2 separate regions of the Sus scrofa genome follow, and region 2 is linked to region 1. The links are chromatin contacts, called in public Hi-C maps. All regions are on one chromosome and are shown on one strand. Each heading gives the region's core, a stretch centred on a gene start, on an enhancer-like site or on the middle of the called end of the contact. The rest is flanking DNA. Distances are from core to core; before and after follow the strand shown. Region 1 holds the start of NOL4L (nucleolar protein 4-like). Region 2 holds the start of DNMT3B (DNA methyltransferase 3 beta).

The links. Hi-C and Micro-C count contacts between places; a contact is called where the count stands out from the background.
Region 2: a Hi-C map of epiblast stem cells shows a contact between it and region 1, with 1.7 times the contacts expected there. The contact joins the promoter of DNMT3B here to the promoter of NOL4L in region 1. A contact is called at or near these places in 2 of 47 Hi-C or Micro-C datasets (epiblast stem cells and retroperitoneal adipose tissue) and 1 of 2 datasets of contacts at active chromatin or transcription factors (alveolar macrophages).

What each region holds. Positions count from the first base shown.
Region 1 is chr17:36,195,761-36,203,119 of Sscrofa11.1, reverse strand. NOL4L (nucleolar protein 4-like) reads left to right here and starts at 2,085. Exons shown (of 11, transcript XM_021077429.1): 1 at 2,085-2,420. The coding sequence starts at 2,100.
Region 2 is chr17:36,341,704-36,349,131 of Sscrofa11.1, reverse strand. It overlaps DNMT3B (DNA methyltransferase 3 beta), which reads right to left and starts at 3,316. Exons shown (of 23, transcript NM_001348900.1): 1 at 3,003-3,316.

The sequences.
Region 1 (7,359 bases), core at 836-3,335:
TTGCCCTCTCTGAGCTCAAGTGGTCATCTCTGAAAAATGGGCATGCCAGCATGGAACCAAAAAGAACTCTTAGGAAGATAAAGAGGAAAAATGACTGTGGAGTTGTTGGTATATATAAAGTAACATGGAAATGTAAATTATCTAAAAATAAATCTATGTGAAATGCAGAGAGAGGTTGGGACTTGGAAGACCTCTTGGGTTCTTTCAGCAGTTATTGGCACCTACTGTGTGCCAGGTGCTGTGCTAGGGCCTGGGATACAGGGATGAGTCAGATATGGGCCCTGTGCATCTGGAGCTCCTAGTCTACTGGGGGAAGTAAGCCAGCCACATACAGTGAGGGGGATCCCTCCCAGCGGGAGGCCAGGGGGGAGATTTCATGTGTGATGTGGTGGCAGGAGCCAGACAGACCCGAGCCAGAGCCAGACAGACCAGAACCAGAGCCCTCCTCTCTTCCCTGCATGACCTTGGCCAGGTCAGGTCACCTCTCCAAGCCCCAGGCCTTCATCTGTAAAATAGGCCAGTCCTCTCTGCCTCTCAGAGTTGCCAGGACCTGGGACTCTCTAGGAACCAGGGTGGGGGACCTTGGGATGAAGGTAGCTAGTAGTCCCTAGGCGGAAAATGGTCCTGCACTGGCCACAATCTGGGACTCAGTCTTGGGTGGTGACTTGCCTGCAGGAGTGGCCTGGGGACCTTTGGGAGGGACTCTAGGGAACAGCAGGAAAAGAAGTTCAGCAATTTCTCAGACCCGTTAAGAAAGGAGGGCAGAAATGCTGGGGAATTGGCCTATGCCTTTATTTATGTTAGTAATCTCCTTAAGGGGGAGGGGGCTGGCTCTACCCAAGGTCAGTCCTGCCCAGGGAGGAGGGTGATGGCAGGTCCACCTGAGCTTACTCAGTCAGCGAGTCTAGGTCACGGTGCACCTGGGGAAGGCAGGGTGTATAAGGATGAATTTGTGGTGGGTTGAGCACTGCCCCAAGCCTTGACATGGCTGGCCTGAGTGAGGCCACCGGTCAATGTTGATGACTTCCCTGGGGCTCGGGGCTGTCCCAGAGCAGTGGCGATGGCAGAAGCAAGGATAGCCAAACTTGGGAGAATTCGAGGTGAGGCGGGAGGAAGTTTGGGGCTCCCAGAAGGGTGGTGATTTGGGGTTCCCCAGGGGAACACTGCTCCTCTGGCGCCGGGCTCACACTTGGAGAGGTCAGGCCAGTCGCCGGGAAGAAGGGAAGGGGCCCTGCCCTGTACCACCCGCGCCCGGCTAAAATCGGGCGGGGGCCCCCCGGGGAGGCAGGAACCCTAGTGGCCGGGCGGGGTCTGCGCCCTACTCCCTGCGAGACCGCCCGGTCCCGGCGGAGCGCGGCCTGCGAGGCTCGGGGCCAGGCCCGGCCAGAGGGAACTCGGTCCCTGGGCTGGGCACCGCGCGCCTGCGGCTCCCGCCCTCCCGGGCGGCTGCGGGCGCGGCGGCCCCCGCGCCCCCAGGGGCCGGGCCGGGGCGGGGGCTGGGCCCCGCGGGCGGGCGCGAGAAGCAGGGGGGGGGGGTTGGCGGCGAAGGCTGCGACGCTCTAACAGGTGGGATCCCGCGGCGTGGTGGAGGCGGGCGCGGGAGGAGGAGGAGGAGGAGGAGGAGGAAGAGCAGCGGCAGCGGGAGCTTGAGCAGGAGCAGGATGAGCCGCGCGAGCTGACAGCCGCCGCCGCCGCCGCCCGCGCCCAGGCTCGGTCTCGCTCCCCGCGCCCGGGGCCGCTCCCCGCCTCCCGCCTCCCCCGGCCGCCCGCGGGGCGGCCCGCCCCCTCTGCACCTCCGGGCCCGGAGCTGCCTCCATCGCTCCTGCATCCCGGCCGGGGGGGAGGAGGAGGCGGAGCAGGAGGCGAGCCGGAGCCGCCGCCGCCAACGCCGCCGCCGCCGCCCGAGCAGGACAGAGCGCGCCGCAGCCCCGCGCGTCCGGCCGCCGCCCGTGCCCATCAAGCAGCCGCGCCGGAGCCACACCGCGGGACAGCCCGAGCCGCGGCGCGCCCCGGCTCGGCCCGGCCCAGCCCAGCCCAGTCCCGGCACCGGGCGGCCCGGCGGCCGGCCCGCCCCCGAGGGCGCCGGGCGCGGCGGGAGGATGCCGAAGCCGACGCTGCTGCTGCGCGGGGGCTGGGAGCGCGAGCGCAGCCCCGGGGACTCGGAGCTGGGCCGCCAGTTCCGGGACTGGTGCCTGCGCACCTACGGCGACTCGGCCAAAACCAAGACGGTGACACGCAGCAAATACCAGCGGATCGCCGAGGTCCTGCAGGGCGGCGGCGGGACCGGCGCGGGCAGCGGCCCGGCAGCCGGCGAGAAAGGCAAGTTCCAGTTCTGGGTGCGCTCCAAGGGCTTCCGCCTGGGCAGCGGCCGGGAACCCAAGATGGGCCAAGTGGTGTATGTGCCGGTCAAGACGGGCTCGGTGAGTGCGCGCGCGGCGGCCACGGGCCGGTCCCGCCGCGGGGCTCGGGGCGGGCGGGGGCGGGGTGGGGGTGTGGATGTGTGTCCGAACGTGTGTCCCTGAGGTTGTCCGTGGGTCTCGTCCTCCCGAGGCGCACGCGTCCCTGCTCACCCGCCCGCCCCAGCCCGCCCGGGCAGCGCTCCGGGTTCGGGGCGTCCCTGCCCCCCTCTGCGCCGCTGCCGGGGCCGTGGCGGTGCCGGGCGGGCTGTCCCGGGCTGCTCACCCCAGCATGTTCCGTCCTCCCGTCCCCTCCCCCCGCCAGCAGGCGGCTGCTCCGAAGCCCGAGCCTCCCCCCGCCCGCCCCGGGGCTGCCTGTCCCGGGCGCCTCGCGCTCCCGCCCCCGGGCCGGCTGGGCGGTGTGTGTCTGTGTGTGTTGTGTGTGTGTGTGTGTGTGTGTGTGTGGAGGGTGGTGCCGCGGTGGGGGGGGCAGGGGCGGCCACGGGACGGGGAGTCCGCTCGGCTTCCCAGCGCCAGGGGAGGGGGCCCGCAGGGGCACAGTCTCTCCGACCCCACCCGGGGCTGGCCCGGGGAGGGGCAGCCCGAGCCGCAGCCTGGCGCAGGAGCAGCCTCCCGCGGGTGGGTGGGGCGCCCCCTCCGCCCCCCGGGCCCCTAGCTCCCCCCTCCCTGGGACGGGGGCGGCCTGACCTATCCATCCCCTCCCCTCCCCCGTCCCCGGGGCCGGCCCGGTCCGGGCGGGGTGGCGTGGGGGAGGGGGCGGGGAACCGCAGCCGCCGAGAGGGAGGAGGCGGGCGGCCGGGCGGGGGCGTCCCCTCCGGCCCGGGGCGCCCTGGAGAGGGCGTGCGGCGCGGGCCCCGCGGCTCCCCCGCCGGGACCTCATTGTTCTGCAGCGGGTGGGGGCTGGGGGGGCGGCTGCTCCCGGGGCGCTGCTGAGCTTTGAACTTTCCGTCGCGGAGACCCTCCATTAGTGCGTTCAGCCCCCGGCCCGGCCGGGCCGGGCCAGCCTCCCTCCCTGCCCCCCTCGCTCCCTCCCCGGCCTCGCCCGGCCCGAGCAAGCGAGCGGGGCCGCCCCGCGCCGGCCTCCCTCCCTCCCTCGCTCCCTCGCTCCCCCCTCCGTGCTCCTCCCCCGTCCGGCCCGCCCGCCCCGCGCTCAGCCCAGTCCCCGGCCGGAGCGGGCTCTTCACACACAATTGATTCGGTCGTTACGAAAAGTGCACTTGTCCCCTCCCCCTCCCCCTCCGGCGGCCGCCCGGGCCGGGCCCGCGGGGTGAGGGGGCCGCCAGGGAGGGAGGCGGGAGCCGGGGAGCGGATCCAGAGGCGCCTCCCCCCGCGCCCAGGGACGGGGCTGCAGGCCGCGGGGAGTGGGGAGCCGCGAGCGCGGAGGGCGGGCGGCCCATCTGCGAGGAGCGCTGATAACCGCGCCGCTGCCGCTGCGGCCGCCAGCAGCCCATCTGCGCCGCTGCCGCCTCCGGCCGGACCGGGAGCTGGGGGCCGGGCCGAGGGGCGCGCCGGGGCTGGATTCCCAGAGGGGGCAGCTGGGGCAATGTCCCACCCCGCTCGAGTCAGGGACCTCCCAGCCTAAATCAGTGCTCTCCGCCAAACCAGGGGAGTCTGGGTCATTGTCCCCTCCTCCGATCGAGTCGGGGACCCCTCCCCCCAGCCCAAATCAGTGCCCACTTTCCCACACTGGGAGTAGGGGTCATTGCCTCTCCCCAGCCTAGGTCAGTCCTCCCCACTCTGCCAGTTCCCTACCCTCCTCGCTTCTCCCCCATCTTGGGCTAGAGTCTCCAGCCTAAGTGTGCTTTTTCCGAGGTCAGTGACCCACCAGATGGTTGGCTGAGTCCTCGCCCCCTACCCTGGGTCATTGCCTTCAGCCATCCAGGCTTCCCAGGTCTGTTAGTGCCCTCCACCCCCACCCCATTCTGGTTACCCCTCCCCCGGTAGCTGGGAGGCTTGGCCCAACCTTCCTCATCTGAGGCAGAAGCCCCCACTCCACCCACTCCTGCAGTTTGGGGACAGGTGACCCTCAGACAGGGCAGCTAGCTCACTGCTTCTCTGTGCAGGTTGACCTCTCCCCTAGGGAGTAGGCATCATGGGGCCATCAGTCCCCTTACCCCCTTAGCCACACAGCTGTCAAGGCGGAGCAAGTGCACGCACGCCCATTCAGGCCACATGCAGAAATTGGGTGCTAGGCCTGGCTCCAGGTCCTGCCAGCCTTCAGTTCCTTCGTGAGGCCCACACTGACCCGCCTTGCCTGGCAGCAGGGGCCTTGAAAGACTCCACCCCTGCTCCCAGACCAATAATAAGCCCTCTCAAGGGACCACCTGCCTGGGAGGCAGAGAAAGGGAACCCAGGCCTCCCTGCCCAGGCTACCAGGGGGACGACAAACACAACAGACGGGCCCTCCTGCAACAGCCCGCCCCTTAAGCTACCCACACCCACCTGCCTGGCCCGCTGGTCCCCAGAGAGCCCTTTAGTTACCTGCCACTTGCCCAGCCAAGCGGAGCCGGCTGCAGAGATGCCCTTAGTCCTGCCACCCCCAGCTCCAAGCACCTTCCTGGGGCTCAGTTATTATTTTTCCATTTCCATTTTCCTTTTCACTGATCTAAGAGGAACAAATCCTGCTGGGAATTCTGGGGCAGCCATGGCCTCTTCCTGGGAGGAGCTGAATGGGACCTTCTTTGAAAGGTGCAAAGGACAACCTCTGCCTTCATTGGCTCTCTCCCTCCCTCTCTCTCTCTCTCTCTCTCTCTCTCTCTCTCTTTCACACACACACACACACACACACACACACACACACACAAAGTTATCCTTGCTTCTGGCGGCAGTTGGGAGAGATCCTATAGTTTTGCCCTGAGTGGGTTTTTGTGAAGGTCATTGGGCCATAAACCTTTGTCCAAGACATTTGTTTAGCATCCACAGGCCTTGCAGGGGCAATGGGGCATTGGAGTGGGTTGGACTCTGAGCCTGCTCTCCTGGCACCCAGCTGGTAGGGGAGGTGGGCGTAGCTCAGGATCTGATCGAGAAGCCCATGGAGGCTCCAAGGGAAGGCAGGCAGACAGAGCAATTTCATCGAAGAGGGGGTGTGGGAGTTGTGTCATCCAGCCGTGGAACAAGGGCCCCCTGCGCCCCTGCGTGAGCTCAGGTCCCCAGGGTGGCCGTGATGTGTCATCTCCCTTCCATGTTGCTCTCTGGCTGCCCCCTCCGTGGGCCCCCTTTCCTCCTCCCACAGCCATATGTGGTGCTGCGGTCGGGGCCCTTCCGAGTCCCGGCCGCAGAGGGTCGATGATCTGACACCACTTGTCCTGTCCCATCTGGCCCTGAGCTTTTCTGGGTGTGTGTGACAAAGGCTTAATCTGTCCGGACGGGCCCAGGGCGGAGAGGAGGGCGAGGGGAATTACACTCTGCCGGGGCCTCCTGCAGCTGGGGCCCGGCTGGGGGTGGGGTGGGGTGGGGGGTCCACCAGAAGCCTGGGTGTGGGGGGTGGGGGGGGCAAGTTGGTCTTCAGTTTGCAGGTTGTCACAGGAAATAGAAGTGGAGGCGGAGGGCTGAGGGCTGAGGGAAGGAGGGCGGAGTCCTCCACCAGGCAGCACGGGGGCTCGTGGGGATAAGATCTCTCTGTGACAGGAGCCAGCCAGGGCCTCCTGACTGGGCCAAGGCCGGCTAGGATTTGGTATTTCTTGTGTTTGGCCTGCTGCGATTTCTGTGGGCTGCCAGGCAGGGGGCTGCAAACCCTTCAAAGGCGAGACCCTTCTAGCCTGGACCACAAGGTGAACCAACCCTTTCCTTTTCCTCTGGTCGCTCGGAATGGGCCTGTCCCCCAAGCCTGAAAGGGCCACAGGTTATGTCTGGGGCGGGGCCCTGGGCCATCTGACAACTCCCAGGATCAGAGAGCCCCAGGGATCCTTGGAGGTAGACGTTCTCAGCCAAACGCTGCCATCTTCCAGATGGGAAAACTGAGGCCAGAGAGAGGAAGTTTCTGGGGGTGGGGAGCCAGGACTGGGACACAGATCTCTAGGCTCCACCCAGGCTTCTCTGTGGGCCCATCACATGCCAGGAATCCCCCCATTAGAGCCCCATCCCCCGAGGGGGAAACGCCAGATTGGCAAACTCCACTCTCAGCACCAGGCTTTTGCAAGCCAGACCCCAGGTGTTCCGCTGGCCAAATTGACTAATGGTGGTCTTTTCCCAGTTTGCAGACAACATTCATTTAGTGGAGAGCATTTTCACCGTCTTCAGCCCTTCTCCCCAGAGCTTTTGAGTAAACCTTTGGCACCTGCGGCCGCTGGTCTGGGCGGGAAATGGCCTCTGACTTAGCACAACCTAATATACACTGTGACCTTCGGTTGAAAAACCTCAGTGTCTCCTGCTTTTCTCTAAATTCTCACCACAGTGAGCCTTTCTGAGTCACCTACTGTGTGCCTGTCCCCATGTGTCTGGTTCTCACAGCAGCCCGGAGGTCAGTACTGCTCTGATGAGTCAAGGGAGGTTTGGCGGGGGGTGGGGGTGGGGGTTCAGAACTTGCCCAAGGCCACACCGCTGACAGGAGACCCTGAGCTTGGGTAGCGCCCGTATACCCCTCCTCTCTGGCCCTCTTGGAGATGTCTTACAGCCTGATCTGCTTGGAAAGCATAGGTCTTTTCGTGACAAGCTTTCAGTCCGTTACACCTTAATCTGAATTAGTGTAGAAGAATCCTTCTAGGCAAGATGTTTGTGATCACAGGCTGGTGCTCGAGGCAGGATTGGCTTCGTGTAAAAATGTCTGGGACTTTCCTGGGGTGCTCTAGGATGGGTCTGGGGTGGGGAGAAGGGAGGAGGCCTCGACCGTCCTGCTTCGCGAAGGACTTTCAGGGAGAGGGCTGACAAGACAAGCCCTCTGTGTGTTTCTCATGAGTGGCAGACGTGGGCTATTTTGTTAATTAAGCCTTGGTGATTTGGGTGA
Region 2 (7,428 bases), core at 2,067-4,566, 140 kb before region 1:
TGGGAAAGAACACCTAAGGCTTACTAAGCTAAAAGGCCTCTGGATTCCATTTAGTCTTCCTAGCAACTCTCCTGTGTGTGTGTGTGTGTGTGTGTGTGTGTGTGTGTGTGTGTGTGCGCTTGTAATCTACACAGCGGCTTATGTGTGGGCTCCCTCTGCATTCACCAGGCCACTTCCCTCCAGCCACATCCACAGCCATATCTGCACACTGGGCTTTTTCCCTTCTGGAGGGACAAGCTCTTGTCCCAGGATAATGGCGGGTGTCTAAGTTCTGGAAAGCACTAATCACCAAGCTGCCGAAGTACCTGGATCTCCCCGAGCCCTGAGTCCCAACACCTGCAATTTTTCAGCTGCATGAGAACATCAGCACATCACTTTACAAACGAGTGCCAACAACATGAGGGATTCTGTACCCTTCTGGCCCTGGACCACTGAGAAACTGAAATATCACCCTAAATTCAAGATTTTTAAAAACTCACTCAACACAGAGTGTGCCTGAGCTGAGATCCTGTTTCTTTCAATGGCTGGGGGTGGGGGCATTTGCCATGGCGTAGGACCAAGAGGAATTTCAGATTTCGCAAGGACCATCTCAGGTGCAATGGGAAATATCTGAGCCTCAAGGCGGGACAGCTGGCAGGGAAGCTGGGCTGAGACAAAGGGTTAAGTTGTTGCCCAGAGCCCCCCATCAGGAAGCTTGGGGCTGCAATAAGAAAGAGTAACAGGCACCTCTGGGTTGCAGGCCCCACGTGGCTGAAGGAAAGGAAGCAGGGGAAGCAGCCTCTCCCAGCCCCACCTCCCTTGCTCCTCCCCTTAGCCCCCTGCAGCTCCAAGATATCCTCCTCCCCTCCTAGCAAACTTTGCAAGGGGTGGGGGTAATGCTTATGGCTTTAAGGAGCAGGATGCAGCCAGCCCCAGCCCTGGCCCCTTTGTCTCAGCCTCCTCCACCCCAACAGGGGAGGGTAAAGGAGTTCACTTAGCTCTGCTTTTACACCTTCAAGGCAGGCCCCAAACTGAGGGTGGACTGGGGGTGTAAAAATGGCCCTAACCCATAAAGCCACAAGATGCTCCTTTCAGAAAGGAACAAAGGCCCTCCTTCTTGCCAACTCCCAAATGAAGGACAATGATTTGCAAAACTTTCTTAGCTGAGAGAGGAATGAATACCTTGGTGGAAGAAGGCAGGAAAGAAGTGGCCAGAAGAGGTGCCTCCCTTCATCTCCAATTCTCATTAATGGCCACCTTAAAAAGAGGGGCTATTGGTTAATACAAAAACCAGCAGTCACCACCTTCTATCACACTGAGTCTTTACTCAAACTTAATGTGATTGGGACTCTTACCTCCTTCAGACATCTGAGGAACAGAGGGTTAGAGGTTAAATCACGTAACAACTAGTTTCATTCTTACACAACCTGGGGTTACTAGTATGATTGTTCCCATTTCGCAGATATAATAACTAAGTCACAGAGGGCAACAGATTTACAGGGAGACTTAAACACATGCCAATGACCTATGCATTCCCCTAAAGAGGGCAGCCTGCTTAGCCTACATGTTAGATAATGATGCCAAGAGTGGCAAGCCTTTATTGAGGAATTAGTGTATGCTGGACCTATACTATAGGTAGCATCATCTCAACACTGGGAAAAATCAAGTCTGCACCTGGGGTTTCCAATGGCTGGCCTGGGGAAGGGGGGCAGAGGCAGGTCAGTGCCCTGGGCCCTCTACTAGAGGCTCTAAGGGAGGGCCCCAGCAGGACCTGACACCCAAAGATAATTGCCACCAATTCACCAAAGCTCACAGCATCCAGAAATCAGGAAGCAGAAAATCAGAACTCATACTCTTATCCTTAATTCTCTTTAATTCATACACCTTTCAGCATGGGTGGCTGGGAAAGCACAAGGGCCCAGCCAGGCTCTTTCAGTCTAGGGGAATAAGTGAAGGAGGCAAAGAGGAGGCACAGGCCTCGGCTGCGCCCATATCTCCTGCAGCCCCTCCCAGTCACAGGTGAGGACTCCAGCAGGGAAAACCCAGGCCCAGGAGCAATTCTCTGCTGCTAACTTGCTAAGTCGGCAGGCTCTGCCCCAGCTTCCACTTTTTCCCCTGCAAAGTGGGAGAACCACGCACCCTCTCTCACCAAACAACCACAGGGACACCAAGATAGTGCTGGAGGTTTTCACGCCTCAGTCTGCAAGTTTGGGGGGTGGGACCAGCTTGCCTCTGGAAGAGTGGAAAATGGAAAGTGAGCCCCCAGGGCAGGCAGCGTGGTCAGAGCAGGAAGGCGCCGCCCCGGGCCGGCTCCTCCCCGGCCAGGTGTGCACAGGGGGGAGAAAGGAACCTCTCCCGAGGGCATCTCGGCAGCCCCGCGGATCCTTACTCTCCACAGCTCATCCCGCGAGGACCCAGCGAGCCCGCTCGTCTGGCGCACGCCCCCGGTACGCGCCAACACCCTGGCCCACCTGCTCGCCCGCACCCACGCCCCCTAACTCTTTCCTAGCCCAGGGAAGGCGGGCAGCTATCTCGGCTGAAACGCCAGTTCCAAGATGTAATGGACGGACACTCACTTCCTTGGCAGGACTATTTTCTATTCCGTTCCCCTCCCCAAGGAAGCTTCCCCTAAAGCTGATGCCAGGTAAGATCACACGCCCCATTTACTCCACTTCTCAATGGGTCACCTCCTCCCCTCGGCTCTAGACCCCAGGAAGGCCGCCAGTCCCCCTCCCTGGGGACGAACTTCTCTCCTCGGGAACACAGCAAGTATCCCTTCCACTCATATTCCTCTAAGACACATGCCCCCGCCCATTTTGTCCCCCCAGCCCGCTTCCCAGATAGGGTCAAAGACCTCTCCTCCCCAATCATGCCTGGTCTCCAGCCGGATGGGAGCTGCCTCCCTAAGAGGTCCCGAGACGGGATCCCTCCTTGCAGTCTCGGTGTCCCTCCTCTGCCCCCTCCCCCACCAACCCACGGAGTCCTCGGGCTGGTGAGCCTCCCCGGGGCCACCGGACGCTCACCTGCCGAGAGCCTGACTCGGGCGCGGCTCCGCGGTCGAGCCGCGGGTCGGGGCAGGCTGGCGGGAGGCCGGCGGGCGGCCGAGCAGAGCGCTCGGCTCGCGAATCTCCTGCGCCGATCGCCGAGCTACGTTTACTTGGGCCCCTTAACCCCCGCGCTGCCGGCCGGGCGCGGCCGCACGCTCGCCCGCCTGCCAGTGAGCCGGTGGCGTCCGTCGGGGGGCGCTCGGGGCGTCCACGCGGGCCGCGGCCGCCGGGCTGGGGGGGCGGCTGCTGCGAGGAAGAGACGCAGACCAAACCTGGCAGCAGGAGTGGGTGGGGAGGGGGCGGTGCCGAGTCCCCTTGTAACCCCGGCCCGGCAGTCGCTCCGCCCCCGCCCGGGGGCGCCCCCGCCACAGCCACTCAGAACCGCGCCTCTGGCGCGGGGGGCGGGGGGCGGGGACGAGGGAAATTTGAAATCACTCGGGAGCCTCCCCCTCCGCCCCTCCTCCACAGGCACCGCCTCCTGGCCCCCCGGCTGGTTAAATCACCACCCGGATAACAGGCCCTAGAGGGGAGCCCGCAAAGGTCCTTCTACGCTAGAGACTCCTCCTGGGGCCCCCTTCTTCCCGCTCGCCTACCCCGACCGGCGACGCTTAGCTTTGGCTGTGGGGGGCCCAGAGAAGGAAGCGCCCCCACTGGAGTCGCACAGCAGCAGCAGGTTCTGCCCTTAGTCCCCCAGCTCCAGCCGCAATGCCACATGGGCGCTGCGGTGCCCCCGCCAGCCCTGGACCCTGGGACAAGTCCTTCCTTCCTCCCACCCACCCGGCTGGCCCTTCGTCAGCCATCTTGAGGGGAGGAGAGGGGAGGGGGAGCAGAGGAGTCAGGGCCCTCAGGTTCCTGGCTGAGTTCCTGGGGTACAGCTGGCATCATCCGAAGGAGAAGCCCCACTCTGTTAGCAGGTCTCTTCCTCCTGTGCCCTTAAAGGGGCATTGAAGTAATGGAAAAGAGCACTTCCTAATATTTCTCACAGCTGGTATTTACACTTAGAGTATTTCCTTATCTGTTTGTGTGTCCCCAGGTATCCGACTGTGAGGGCAGGGTCTCATGTGTCTCAGCCCACACATCATAGATGCTCAATAAATGTCTGTTGAATGAATGAAAAAACAAATAATGACGACATGATGGCCTGCAAGGCACTCTATGAACTGGCTCCTACCTGCCTTCCCAGGCATCTCCTAATCCTCTCCCCTCCCTCACTTTAATCTCTCCCCTCTCTGCTGTTTCTCAGACTCTGCTGTTTCTCAGACTCATCAAGCATGTTAATGGGTGTTCTTTGCCCAAATCTCTGCACCATTCAGCTTTCTCCCAAAATGTTAGCTTCTGGAAAGACTTTTTCTGACTATCCCACCTGAAAGGTCTAGTCTCTACTTCACAATTTCATTCTCTTTGTAGCACTTACAGCTATCTGAAATCTTTTTTGCATAACTCCTTGTTTATATCTTTCTGATTCTTGTTTTTCACACACACACACACGTACAGTACACACAATACTCCATGAGGACAAAACTACATGTCTGTCATGTTCCAAGCTCTATTTCTAGTTCCTACAGGAGGAGTTCAATAGAAGTTTGTTGAATGAATGAATGAATGAATACAGATTTCCTGCCTCCTGGATGCTATCTCTTTGAATGAAACCACAGTTTTCTCCCTTCATCTCTTCCCAGGTGTTTGCAAATGTGTGAATAATATAATCTCTGGAAGCTGCAAAAGTTTCTAAACTCTCTGGATCTTGCTCTACCTAGAAACCTAGAGAGAGGCTAGGGAGATATATAGGTAAGCGAAATGGGCTCAGCAATTTGGAAAACCTCATGTGAATGAGTGGCACGTACTCCAAGACCTTCTGTCATGGGCACGCAAAATTGGGTTCCAGTCAGCTGGTGCAGGAAGAAAAGGATCTCTCAACAGGGCCTGTGGCTTGTCTCCACCATCTGAGGTGTGTCTTCAGGGGAAAGTAATGGCGTATGAAGCTGGTGGGCCTGTGGGGAGGTATGCCGGGTCTCTGTTTTATGATCCATAAGCTAAGACCTGCCGTGTGGCGAAGGATGTCTGTGTGCTATCAGGAATGCCAGGGAGGTGTAGTTAGGATGCCAAGACGCGGGTTTGGGGAGACAAAACAGACATTTCTGGGGACAGCAGACCACCCAGCTCCATGAAGAAAATATTTATGGTTTGAAAAAGCCAGTGGTCCATGTCCTGTCATTTGGAAAAGAGGGTGAAAACCAGAAGAGGTGAAAGGAAATTGGCATGTGTCCCTATGGTGCAGAACTTTAAAGTTTGCAAATTCCATAGGTCATATTCACCACCTCACTTGAGTCTCACAGCCACTCTATGAGGAGTCAGGGCAAGAAGAATTGGGGGCCCTATTTCAGATGAGGGGTGAGAGGCCCAGAGAAGAACAGACGCAAAGTAAGACAGCCACGGAGCTTGCCCTTCTCTGAACACCAGCTATGTCACAGCTACGGGCCTAGGATTTCAGACAGGAAGGTCCAGAGCTTACACACTGGTTGGGGAGTGTCAGGTAAGAAACATAAATAAACCTAAGAATGTCAGGTGTGGATAAATCTGGGAAGGAGATAAAATGGAGACTGGGAAGATATGGCCAGGGGAAGACCCGGATCAGGATCCAGCTTGGCACGTGGGAGGGATAGCCAGTGTGGCCAGAGCACAGGGCATGAAAAACAGAGAAATAACAGGAAGGCCAAGTTTTGTGAGCCCTGGTCAGCCATGATCTGACTCAAATGTTAAAAACAGACCCAAGTAGAGTTCGGAGGTGGGCAGAGATCTGGTGCCAGATCTGGAAGACTGAGGATGGTGGCCTGGACCACCACAGTCAGGGGGAGCAGAGGAGGTGGGGAAAAGTGACTGGATTGGAAATAGACTGTGGAGGCTGAGTCAAGGGGTACTGAGGGCTCCATGGGGTAAAAAGCGTGGCATCAAGGATGACCCGTGGGATTTTATTTTACTTTTTTTTTTTTCAGGCACACCTGTGGCATCTGGAAGTTCCAAGGCCAGGGATCAAATGGAGCCATGTGTGAGCTACACCACAACTGCAGCAATGCTTCATTCCTAACCCACCACCCCAGGATGGGGATCCATGGAACCAGTGCTCCACAGAGACAAGCCAGATCATAACCCACTGCGCCACAGCAGGAACTCTGACCCCTGGGATTCAAACCTGAGCACCTGGGTTTACCTAAAGAGGCAGGATTGCAGAATGTGGATTTGGAGGGAAATACAGAGGGTCTGCCTCAGGGACATGCAAATGTGGGGTCACAGCATGGGCTGTACTGGCACCCGGGTCCCCTCACTCTGTCCAGTGTTCTTCCCCCTGTCTGGGCTTTAAGGTGTGCCCTATATATCTCCCACACCACACCCACTGCCATTCTCAGATGGGTTGGCCCCATGTCCAAGAGGGGACTATTTTTTTTTTAATTTAAGTTTTTTTGCTTTTTAGGCCAGCACCTTCAGCATATGAAAGTTCCCAATCTAGGGGTCAAATCAGAGCTGTAGCTCCCCGCCTAAACCAGAGCCACAGTAATGCCAGATCCTGAGTCTATGATCTATACCACAGCTCATGGCAACTCCAGATCCTTAACCCACCGAGTAAGGCCAGGGATCAAATCTGCATCCTCATGGATAATAGTCGAGTTCATAACCCACTGAGCCACAACAGGAACTCCCCAGGAGGGAGACTTTTTTATCAGATAGATCCTAAGAATGGTAAGCTACTTGTTCTCTCTGATTCTCAGTTTCCTTAACCACAGAGAGAAGATTTCATGGGACTGCTGCTGGAACCATTGAATGAATTTAAATGGACAAATTGAAGCTGATTACCCAGTTAGGCAGTTAAGGTTCTGGCCCCCAAAGAAATATTTTTCAGGAAGATTTTTCTTTTTAATAGTTTGAAAAAACATGTGGGAGTTCCCCAGTGGTGCAGCAGGTTAAATATCTGGCATTGTTGTCGCTGCTGTGGCTAATTCAATCCTTGGCCCCAGAGCTTCTGCATGCTGGGGGTGCAGCCAAAAAGGGAAAAAATATATATATATAGATGTTACTGTAGGCACATAAATTTTGTTTCTAGGTTGATTTCAAATTTTCCTCTGGTTGTATACATGTGCAACAATGTTTACTTGATAATTATTGTAACATCACAATCCTTATGATGGCAATCAATATTAAGGAATCAACAAAAATTTTGTGATTAAAGGACATTTGTTTTGTCATTAAAAAAAAACAAAACACAGATAAGATAATGTTCTTGCTCTTAGGAAATAAACACTAAAGTATTGAGGCTTAAAGGGGCACAGTATCACCAATTTGCCCTTAATGGTTCAGAAACAATAATACGCATATGTATGGGAGGGGGAGACTGTAAAGCCAAAGAGGC